Linked DNA regions of Sus scrofa: all the other regions are linked to region 1. Evidence: chromatin contacts called from public Hi-C and HiChIP or PLAC-seq data. All regions are on one chromosome and are shown on one strand. The core of a region is the stretch at or near the end of the contact, and the rest is flanking DNA. Distances in the headings are between cores, read along the strand shown.

What was found. A called contact is a pair of places that touch in the nucleus more often than the background predicts. HiChIP or PLAC-seq counts read pairs in DNA pulled down with a chosen protein or histone mark.
Region 2: an H3K27ac HiChIP or PLAC-seq map of alveolar macrophages shows a contact between it and region 1. The contact joins the enhancer-like site here to the promoter of CLIP2 in region 1. A contact is called at or near these places in 1 of 5 promoter capture datasets (liver), 3 of 47 Hi-C or Micro-C datasets (blood, embryonic fibroblasts and heart right ventricle) and 2 of 2 datasets of contacts at active chromatin or transcription factors (alveolar macrophages and skeletal muscle).
Region 3: a contact with region 1 is called in a Hi-C map of alveolar macrophages, with 1.9 times the contacts expected there. The contact joins the enhancer-like site here to the promoter of CLIP2 in region 1. A contact is called at or near these places in 1 of 5 promoter capture datasets (liver) and 6 of 47 Hi-C or Micro-C datasets (alveolar macrophages, brain, embryonic fibroblasts and 3 more).

The regions. Positions count from the first base shown.
Region 1 is chr3:11,417,776-11,421,133 of Sscrofa11.1, reverse strand. CLIP2 (CAP-Gly domain-containing linker protein 2) reads right to left here and starts at 1,688. Exons shown (of 16, transcript XM_021086342.1): 1 at 1,381-1,688.
Region 2 is chr3:11,336,560-11,339,917 of Sscrofa11.1, reverse strand. EIF4H (eukaryotic translation initiation factor 4H) reads right to left here. Exons shown (of 6, transcript NM_001243448.1): 2 at 2,109-2,296. Among named protein-coding and RNA genes, the nearest start is that of LAT2, 16 kb to the left of the region's middle. Within about 2 kb of position 1,602, at least 1 of the 83 cell types and tissues checked has an H3K27ac peak or open chromatin away from gene starts, as enhancers often do. A contact at or near this core is called in alveolar macrophages, where this site is marked.
Region 3 is chr3:11,496,666-11,500,023 of Sscrofa11.1, reverse strand. It overlaps CLIP2 (CAP-Gly domain-containing linker protein 2), which reads right to left. Exons shown (of 16, transcript XM_021086342.1): 13 at 2,412-2,571; 14 at 534-725; 15 at 184-246. Among named protein-coding and RNA genes, the nearest start is that of GTF2IRD1, 40 kb to the left of the region's middle. Within about 2 kb of position 1,648, at least 7 of the 83 cell types and tissues checked have an H3K27ac peak or open chromatin away from gene starts, as enhancers often do. A contact at or near this core is called in alveolar macrophages, where this site is marked.

The DNA.
Region 1 (3,358 bases), core at 439-2,938:
TGAATGGAGTCTCCCCACCTTAAACTCCATGCCCCAGGCACCCAAGTCCTTTGCTGCTCCTCTAACCCACCAGCCACCAGGGCTCCTGCCTCCTAATCCTTGCCCAGACTATTTCCACTCCCTAGAGCCCCCTCTGGCATCCTGGCAGCAAACTTTTAACACGGGGCTCTATCAAGCCTCTTGCTCCACCCCTTCCTCCAGGTGCCCCTCCTCTGCTCCCAGCTCCCCCATCACTGCTCTCATCAGAGGCTGCTGGGCTGTGTAACCTGCCAGCCCCTGGCAGTGCTGGGCCAGGTGAAAGCAGCTGGATGAATGAAGGGCTCATTGTTTACATTACAACTGGTGGGGAGTCTTGCCCCACGTGGTACTCCCTGCACCCTCCTCCTCCTCTGCCCGCGGCCCTAGGCTACCGCCACCCCACTCGTCGCTGGGGCATCTTACAGGGGTGAGGGCAGCCCCCTCACCTCGGACCCCCATTTTTCATCCGGAAGAGAAAGGTGGCATCTCAGAGGTTGGAGGATTCGCAGCTGGGTGTGTGACTCCCCCCAACCAAAATGTCCCTTTTGCCCATCCTTCCCAGGGTGGCTCTGGAGCTTGCGTGGCAGTGCCCAGTGGGCATCCGCCCTGCCCAAGCCCCGCCTGAAGGACCCAAACAACGGGCGGGCCCTGGAGGCCAAGTGAAGCATCCTCCGCGCGCGCGGCCACGGCCCCTCCCTGTGGGGAGGGCAGAAAATGTGCTGCCTCACCAGCCACGAGCGCCAGCTTTGGGGGGGGCCACCCCTGCGGGAAGCCGCCCCATCCCAGTCCCCCCTTAGCTCCTTCTGCCAGGCACTTTAACCAAGTTTCGCAAAGGGCATCGGTCAGGCGGCCAGGCGACCCCAACCGGCGGGGCGGGGGCTTCGTGTCGCCCCAGACCCCTCTGGAGAAGGGCACCGAGTGGCCGCGCCCACTGGGATCGGCTCTCCCACGCCTGGGAACCCAGAGCCGTATGGCACGTTCAGCCACCCGGCGCTGCCCTTGGGAGAGGGGAGCCAGGTGAAAGCAACCCCTCAGCATTTGCGCCGAACCCCCGCTGGGGGCACAGAGCGTGCGGGTGATGCCTTCACCGAGGGGACCAGCAGCCAGAGAAGGGTTCCCCAACGCCAGCAACGCCCCCTCCTCGCCTGCAGGCGACAGGGAAGTTGGGGGTGCACCCTAGGACCAGCTCCCGCTCACGCCCACCCACCGCCCCCGACCCTTCGGCCTCTCCCACGCCCCGACAACGCCTCCGGGCCGGCCACCCCGCTTCGGACCAGGCCCGGGCTGCCACCGCCTCCCCATCCTCCGGTCCTTTGTTGCCCGGCGAGCCCCCTCCCTCGGGGTCCCTCCGGCTGCTCCTACCTTCGCCCCTCGAGCATCAGGCTGAGCAGTGGGCGGCCGGGCGCCCGGCCCTCTCCTCTCCCGGCCCGGGTGCCGCGGGGGCAGAGGATGCTGCGGCCCCTCCCGGCGCGCCGCTGCCCACCGGCTGCAGCCCCTCCTGGCGCCGAAGACTCCGCGTTCGCGCGGCGGGCCCCGGCCTCGCGCCGCGTGTGGGGCGGGCCGAGCGGCGGCGGCGGCGGAAAGGCGGGAGGCGCTGACCCAGGCAGCCCCGGACGCCGCCTGCGCTCCCCGCGACAGAGCCGAGCGGAGCTGAGCGGGAGCGGAGCGAGCGGCCCGGCTCCGGGAGGGAACAAAAGGGGCCGGCGCTGGGGCGGGCGCGGGAGGGCGGGGCCTGGCGCGGCGGGGGTCAGGCGAGCGATCGCGCGGCCTCGCGTTTCTCGGGCCGCGGCGCGGCGCCGCAAGGGGGCGGGCGGGCGGAAAACGCCGCCGAGGCTGGTCCACCGCTCCTAGCGGCGGGCGGTCAACCGCGCGGCGCCCGAAGCGCGCCAGCCCCCACCTCGGCGCTGGGCACCTATTGGGGCTTCAGTCGTGTTTAGCGAAAACACATCCTCCAGCCTTGCTCTGCTCACAGGGGTGTCTCAGACCAGGGGAGGCGGAAGCTCTGGAAGCTGCGGAGAGGGAGGAGAGGTTCCTGGAGTTTCCGGGAAGGCTTCACAGGGGAGGTGACGTTTGAACTGGACAGGAAGGGATGAGGAGGGAACAGCGTCGCTGCGGTGCGAACTCCAGGTCTTCCTGAGCTGTCCGGAGGCCAGAAAGGGTGGGGACGAATGGCACCAGTGTCTTGGTGATTTGCTCCGGACACGTGTTTGGAAAAAGTGGTACCCGGGATCCAGACTGAAGCCTGTACCCTCCTCCCCGGGCAGAAGCTGTCTCCAGCGATTTGGGAAGATTGACACAGCCATCCGCCTGCCCGCCCTGGACAGCTCAGGGGCAGAGACGAAGCGGCAGCCCAGGAATGGGAAGGAACTGAATCCCAGCACCCAATGTGCCTGGCTGTGTTTGGCGGCTGTGCCTTTGTTCTCCCCCTCCCCCTGGCTAAGCTAACCTCAGTTCCTTTCCCCTAGATGGTTCCCCCCTTTCTCTTTTGACAAATCATCCTTCCCCTTCAAAGCCCATCTCAATTTCACCTCCATCCCCCGTGAGCATGGGCCTGTGGGTGTGGTGGGGGAGGCCCGGGCTGTACACCAACTGTTGTTTTTATGCCCTTAAGGCACCCAGCCCAAGTGCCTGGCCCAGGGTCGACACTTGTTGAATGGATGAATTTGCTAAATTGCCACCAACCAGCCCTCTACAACCCTGGTATCCAGAACCTTTGAGAAATGAGCTAACCTCTTGGAACTCAGTTTCCCCAAGGATAAAGTGGGGATGGTGCCTCCAACAAACAGGTCATGGGATTGATGACAGAGGCTGGGCACTGGACCAGCCCTAAGGAGGCCCCCGGTGAGTGCGGGGAGCCAGACCTGGAGACCAAGGCGGGAGGAGGGTGAGGAGTGAGCCCAGCGGAGGGCGGGCTTCGGGAGGAGGGGTCGATGGGATGGGAAAGGAGCGGGAGGGCTGTGTTCGGGAAACCGGAGGTGAATTGTTCCAGGCCTCCGGGATGCAAGGTCTTGCTACTAAGAAATAAGACCTGAAGCAAAGTGCAGTGGTAAGAATCCAGCTCCGTCGCCTACTAGCTAATGGGCAGTCCTCTCTGGGCCTTAGTTTCCCCACCTATAAAATGCAATTAGGGAGTTCCTGCTGTGGCTCAGCAGTAACAAATCCGACTAGTGTCCCTGAAAATGCGGGTTCGATCCCTGGCCTTGCTCAGTGGGTTAAGGATCCAGCGTTGCCATGAGCTGTGGTGTAGGTTGCAGACGCGGCTCGGATCCCATGTTGCTGTGGCTGTGGTGTAGGCTGGCAGCTGTAGCTCTGATGTGACCCCTAGCCTAGGAACTTCCAT
Region 2 (3,358 bases), core at 353-2,852, 81 kb after region 1:
CATCACAGCCACAGCAATGCCAGATCCCACTGAGCAAGGCCAGAGATCGAACCGGCAACCTCATGGTTCCCAGTCAGATTCTTTTCTGTTTCGCCACGATGGTTAATTCCCCTCTTAATTATATTCCTTTTTGCCCCTTTTTATTATGTTCTAGCAGAAACTGCTAATCAAGTAGGCACTGAAATGGCAGCTGTGTCTTTATACTAATGAATTAAATATAACAGGTCTTCAGTGACCTGCCTTCCTTGGGTCACTGAAGAGCTGTTAGTTCTGACTCTGAATGACTTCAATATAACCCAAGAGGGGCTTTAAGACACAGACTGCAAATTCGATACCAAACATGCTTTGAAGGAAAAGGCTAAATCTACCTATACTCACTACTCAGGGAGCTGCATAAAAAAACATATACCCTTGGCAACAAGTGCATCTTCCTTGGGATGCCAATTAATTAAGGAGAGCGGACGGAGATGCAAGCATGCTTTACGGACAACCTGAGTCCCTGATGCTAGATTCTGACAGAGGCCTGTAAGCAGAGAACTCCAGACAGAGGAAACCCCGCCCTCTTTCTCACCTTGAAGGAATAAGCCTTTCCTTCTACCTTCAGCATTCGTGTCCATGCCCCTTCCTTGCCATCTGGGTCAAACACTCCCTCTGCCCCGTATGCTCACTGCACCTCTATTACCACCCCTCCCCATGCTGTATGATGATGACACTTCACCTTCAAAGCCCATTAAACTGCAAGTGCTTCAAAAGCCTGAGGCCAAACTTTTTTGTTCACCATGTGCTTATGTAAAGAATATACTGCATAGGAGTTCCCGTCATGGCGCAGTGGAAAAGAATCCCGCTAGGAACCATAAGGTTGTGAGTTCGATCCCAGCCCTCGCTCAGTGGGTTAAGGATCCAGCATTGCTGTAAGCTGTACGGTAGGCCAGCAGGTACAGCTCCGATTTGACCCCTAGCTCGGGAACCTCCATATGCCATGGCTGTGGCCCTGAAAAGCAAAAAAAAAAAAAAAAAAAAAAAAAAAAAAAAAAAAAAAAAGGAATATACTACTTAGGTGGAGCTCCCCTCTCCCCATCAAGCCAATTCCCCTCAGTGGATTCATTCACTGTTCAGGGAAGTGAGAAAACCACTTCCAAGTTCAAAGAGGCAACACCAGCCTAGTCACACATCTCACATCCTGGAGCTACTGAAACTACCTCTGCCCTTCTATGAGACAAACTCTAAAACCTGCTGCTACCGACCCAACCCAAAAGGCAGCTTCACCCACACATTTTTACCTTACAATTGGTTCTTAAGGCTTCCCAGCAGTGGGACTTACCTTTACCAGCTTTACTGATGTTTGTTTCCACTGTCTGCTCACTTACTATAACAAGGCCTTCTTTAGGTTCTTAAGTCAGAAAGCTTTCAAAATGACAAAAATATATACAGAGCCACTCTGATGAGCAGCAGCTATGCTTCTTGTACACCCCAGTCCCTCTACTTTTCATGAACACACTTCTTTCTGGGTAATAAAGCAAACCAAATGCCCTGTATCTTGCACCACACACTGAAATACAGGGCATTTTGGTTCCGGAAGCCTTGCAAGCGATGACAATGCCCATGTGATTCCTCATTCTCACCCCTTCTCTACCCGTGATTAACCTGCAGTTTGAGTCAACCCCTCCCCACACGCAGGCTCTGAAGTCACAAGTGTATAATGACAACGTGCACTAGGTTCCCTTTTGGACTCCATAATAAACTAGATTATGGGAACACCACCAAGGAAAATGCATGTGTCAGCCAAGGTGCGATGCACCTGAAAAGTCCTGGGTTTTAACCATTCATTTATTGTGCAGTAACTCCTTTTCTGGCAGAGACAGGCTACTATATAGGCCAGGCAAACTCCAGATTTACTTGGCTATAGGCTACCTAATTCTACAAGCTAGATTATGTATAAACCATGTCCCCTCCACCCGCAACAGAACTGAAGACCTATGAGTTAAAGGGCTAGCTTATTTTATCTGCCTGGATCAGGCAAATGTTTGAAACACTTTCACAATTACAGCCTCTTGGTTTAGACCCTTCCCTGCCTAAAATAGTGCACAGTAAAAAATCCCCAAACTCACCTTTAAATTTGTCTGTGTCTTTGTCTCTGACTAGCCGTACACTCCTTATGCTGAGATCCTTAAAGATAGCATCTATGTCGCCCTGAACCGTATTAAAAGGTAGATTTCCTACATAGGCTGTGTAGGGGGGCTCTGTGGGCAGCTCCTTCTGGCTACGGGAACCATGGCCACCAGCACTGCCACGGGACCTAGGAGGGAAACAGACAGGATTCAAGTCTGACCACCTGTTCCTGCCCCAGAGGGCCAAGGAAAACATCTCCCACTCAGCCACACCACCCAGGTGAAATAGTCCTATCTAATGCATACAACTACTTCCGAAATGATGACGTGTATTCCAAAAAAATCACCTATGAAAAAGGTGCTTACTTGTGGATGACAGAAATGTCCACAGAAACACAGAATCTATGTCGACATACATTTCCCTGAAAAATCAAATCCAAATATAACATCCTCCTGTAATGGTTCTCTCCTATCCTTGTAGGAGGAGAGAAGTTCAGCCAGTGCCCTCCCTCATACTCAGTGCTGACACACACAGAAACAGACTGTCCACTTACTGCCCTGAAGCTGAAGTTTGACACATTCATAATACAACTGTCTTGCTACGGTCTGATTAGAGATGCTATGCTCTAACAGAAATGTTATTAGCAGAGTTCTCGGGGTGGCTCAGCGGCTAACGAATCTGACTAGGAACCATGAGGTTGAGGGTTCGATCCCTGGCCTTGCTCAGTGGGTTAACGATCCGGCGTTGCCGTGAGCTGTGGTGTAGGTTGCAGATGCGGCTCGGATCCCACGTTGCTGTGGCTCTGGCGTAGGCTGGTGGCTACGGCTCCAATTCGACCCCTAGCCTGGCAACCTCCATACACCACGGGAGCGGCCCTAGAAAAGCCAAAAAAGCCAAAAAAAAAAAAAAAAAAGTTATTAGCGTTTGTGGAGCAAGTACCGTGTAAATACCACTCTCCACTCCATGTACTGCCTCCCTGACGCTTCAATTTTATTTTATCTTATATTTATTTATTTATTTTTCTGGTCTTTCTGCCACTTCTTGGGCCGCTCAGGCGGCACATGGAGGTTCCCAGACTAGGGGTCGTATTGGAGCTGTAGCTGCCTGCCTACGCCAGAGCCACAGCAACACGGGATCCGAACCACATCTGCAACCTACACCACAGCTCACGGCAACACCGGATCCTTAACCCACTGAGCAAGGCCAGGCATTGAACCCGCAACCTCATGGTTCCTAGTCGGATTCGCTA
Region 3 (3,358 bases), core at 399-2,898, 79 kb before region 1:
ACGCTTGATTCAATGGTAATGAATCAAGGGCCCACTCCATGAGCGACCCTAGTGCCAAGCCTCCTACAAAAGGCATCTTTGTATGTTTGGTGGCTTTTCAAAGTTTCCTTTCCAGAGGAGTGTGCCTACATGCGAGGGTCATGGGAGGGTAGAGAATCTCCCCGGGCCCAGCGTGCCCCTTACCTCTTGCTTGTGGGCCTTGTCTTGCTGGTGGATGCCGTTTGCAGAACCGGAATTGCCGACGGCCTGTAAGAGTCACGGGCAAGACGCTGCGTGAGGTTCACCGGGCAGCATTTCCTGGTTCGTCCACTAGATGGCGGGGTCTTCCCGACGGGACCATCTCTGGCTCCAAACCGAGCAGAGCGCTTCAGAATGGGGGTCCCCAGACCCCAGAAAACCTAGGCTCTCTGGGCGAAGCCGCATCTCTGCCCTTGGTCTGAGCTCCTCAGGATAAAGCCATGCACCCCTTCGGCTGAGACTCCTGGGGGCAGGGCTGGGTCTCTCCCCGCGGACCTGGGTGAGATGCAGCTCACCTGGGGCTTGTCGGGGCAGCTCCTCATGGCCTCCACGAGCCTCTCCACCTGCTGAGCCTGGTCCAGCGCGTTGCGCAGCGCATCCTCCGTGCTCATGAGCTGGTGCTGCAGCCGCAGGACCTCAGGCGCCGAGGATGAGGACGGGTCAATAAGGGAGTAGCGCCTCTGATCCGACAGGGACTTCTCTTTGTCCTGGACGCGGCAGGGGAGGGGAAGAGCGTGCACGTGCACATGTATGCGTGTACGCGTGTGCGTGCGCGCACATGTTCGCGTTGCCAGAGCGCAGACTCTCCTGTAGGCAGGGAACTCCTCTGTCCCATCTCATCTCTGGCCAGGCCTGAGCATCACCAGGGCCCGCGGGCCTCCCTCCCTCACCTGAGGGTCCTCGATGAAGCATCTTCCTTGCCCCCCTGCCCTGAATTCCCAGCTTCCATCAGATGCTTCACATTCTCCGTGTCCTGAAACCTCTCTTTCCTTCTTGCATTCCCTCCCTGCCCCCCACTCCCTCCATGCTGTCTCATGGGAGTCCCTCCTCTTCCCCACTAGACCCAGAGCCTAATTCCCTGAACCCTTCCTCCACCCACAGGACACCTGTTACCTTCCCTTCCAGGGGTGCCACAGCTGACCCCGCCACCATGCTACCCAGAGATGCACTGCCTCCTGGCTCACCAGCCTCCTCGCTCTGGCACAAACCCTCCCTGAACTGCCTCCCTTAGGCTGATGCTTCCAGGTCCTTCTGCTCTGCTCTGACCCTCTACCCAACCCGCCCTCTCTGTCCAAACCTTCCTCACTTCAGGAGGTTTCTTACTACCAAGCCCATCCCTGGTTCTCCGTGGTGCTGGGGACAGTTCACCAGGGACATGGGACAGGCCGCCCTGGGGGAAGGGGCAGCCAGTCACACGTAAACTCGACCGGCTTGTGGCCCATGGAGACAGACAGCCAGGGCAGCTCTGCCCCTTCCACATGGTTCTGGGGAAGCCTCGGAATCAGGACTCCCAAATCCCCACAGCCCCAGGCTTCCGAGTTACACCCAGATTCACAGCACCATGAGGCCCACAGAGGGTTCTGTATTCACCCCCGCCCCCTGGTGGCCAGACCTGGAAGGTCACAGCGCATCCGGACCCGTGGTCCCCAGGATCTGGGAGCAGCAGAGTGACGCCCCTTCTCCCTTAACCTTGCCAGTGCAAGCCTGCTCCCACGGCTGCAGGCAGGTCTTGTGTCCCCTCCTGCCCGGGAGGCCTCTCTTCTCCTTCCATCTCCTCCTGTGTGGCTGGACCCACGTTGCTGGGCGGGAGGGCAGTGAGGAGCTTCGGAGCAGCTTCTCCTGACAGCAGGCCTGTCCTTCCGGACCCTATCCTGTCCACACCCTGGAGTTGGCCAGGCCCAGGAACTGGCCACAGGCTTATCCTGAACACTGACCACGGGGATGGTTTCATCCTGTGCAACCAGTACCACTCACCTACCCCGGCCCTACCTCTGAGAACTCCACTCAGTCAGGCCCCTGTTCCTCTCTCCTTCCAGAGACTGATGCATGAATCATCATTACTGGTTGATTACTTCCCTGGACGGCAAGCTCACCATCTGACGGAAGCTGGTGCTGCCTCTGGACTGGCCAGATTCTTAGGAAGTCTTCCTTTGCATTGCATCACCCAGACGGCCCCACAGCCAGCCATGATGTCTGTAAAAGGGCCACCATGGCCCCCCAATAGCCATGTCACTGACTCTGCCTGCAGTTCTAGAGGACTATGAACCCTCACTGTGACTTGGCTGTCCCTGGGGTGGCTCCAGGAGGTCACCAGCCTCCATGGCCTGACAGCAGGTAGCCCTGGCCCCGTTCCAGCGTTCCATCATTCTCAGGCCGCCCCCTTCTCCACGTACCAGCCCGGTCAGCTTTTCCCGCAGGCCCCGGATGTCATCCTTGAGTTTCTGCTCCTTGATCCGCCACTCGGCCTTATGGACCTCACGGCTCAGATCCCTTTCAGGCCCCGGGGAGTGGCGATTGGCCTCCAGCAGCAACACCCGCAATTCATTCAGGCTCCTGGAGGAGGGTGGGGGTACACAGAACAGCTGCAGTCAGCCTGGGCCCCTCTGTTCCCATGCCCCACAAGGTGCCAAGTGCCCACAGACTAGCTACCCCAAGGGACAGCGCTTCTCAGCATCTGTGCCAGGAGGGGCCAGAGAAGAAACGTGAGGCCTGGAACCATCTGATCACAGGGGGCAGGGTTCAGGGACGGGACAGTCAAGAGAACTTAGCCTTTCTCAGAATGGTTTTGAAGTTTTTTTGGTTTTGGTCACATGAGCAGCATGGGGAAGTCCCCTGGCCAGGGATCAAACCTGTGCCACAAAAGTAACCAGAGCCACAGCAGGGACAATGTCAGATCCTTAAGCTGCTGAGCCACCAGGGAACGCCTGAGTTTTTTTTTTTTTTTAAAGAGAATATATTTGTTTAATTAAAAATTAAATAATACAGGAGTTCCTGCTGTGGCACAGTGGGTTAAGGATCTGGCACTGTCCCTGCAGTGGCTCGGTCTGCTGCTGAGGCACAGGTTCAATCCTTGCTTGGTGCAGGGGGTTAAGGATCTGGCATTGCCACAGCTGTTGGGTAGGTCAGCAGCTGGGGCCTGGATTCGATCCCTGGCCTGGAAACTTCCATATGTCTCAGGTGCCGCCAAAAAAAAAAAAAAAATATATATATATATATATATCAAATAATATAGAGGTAGAAATACAATGTTGTACATGTGACACTTAATGATGTTATAAACCAATGTTATCTCCATAAAATAAATTTTTAAAATACTAATTAAATGAAATCAAGAGTAGAA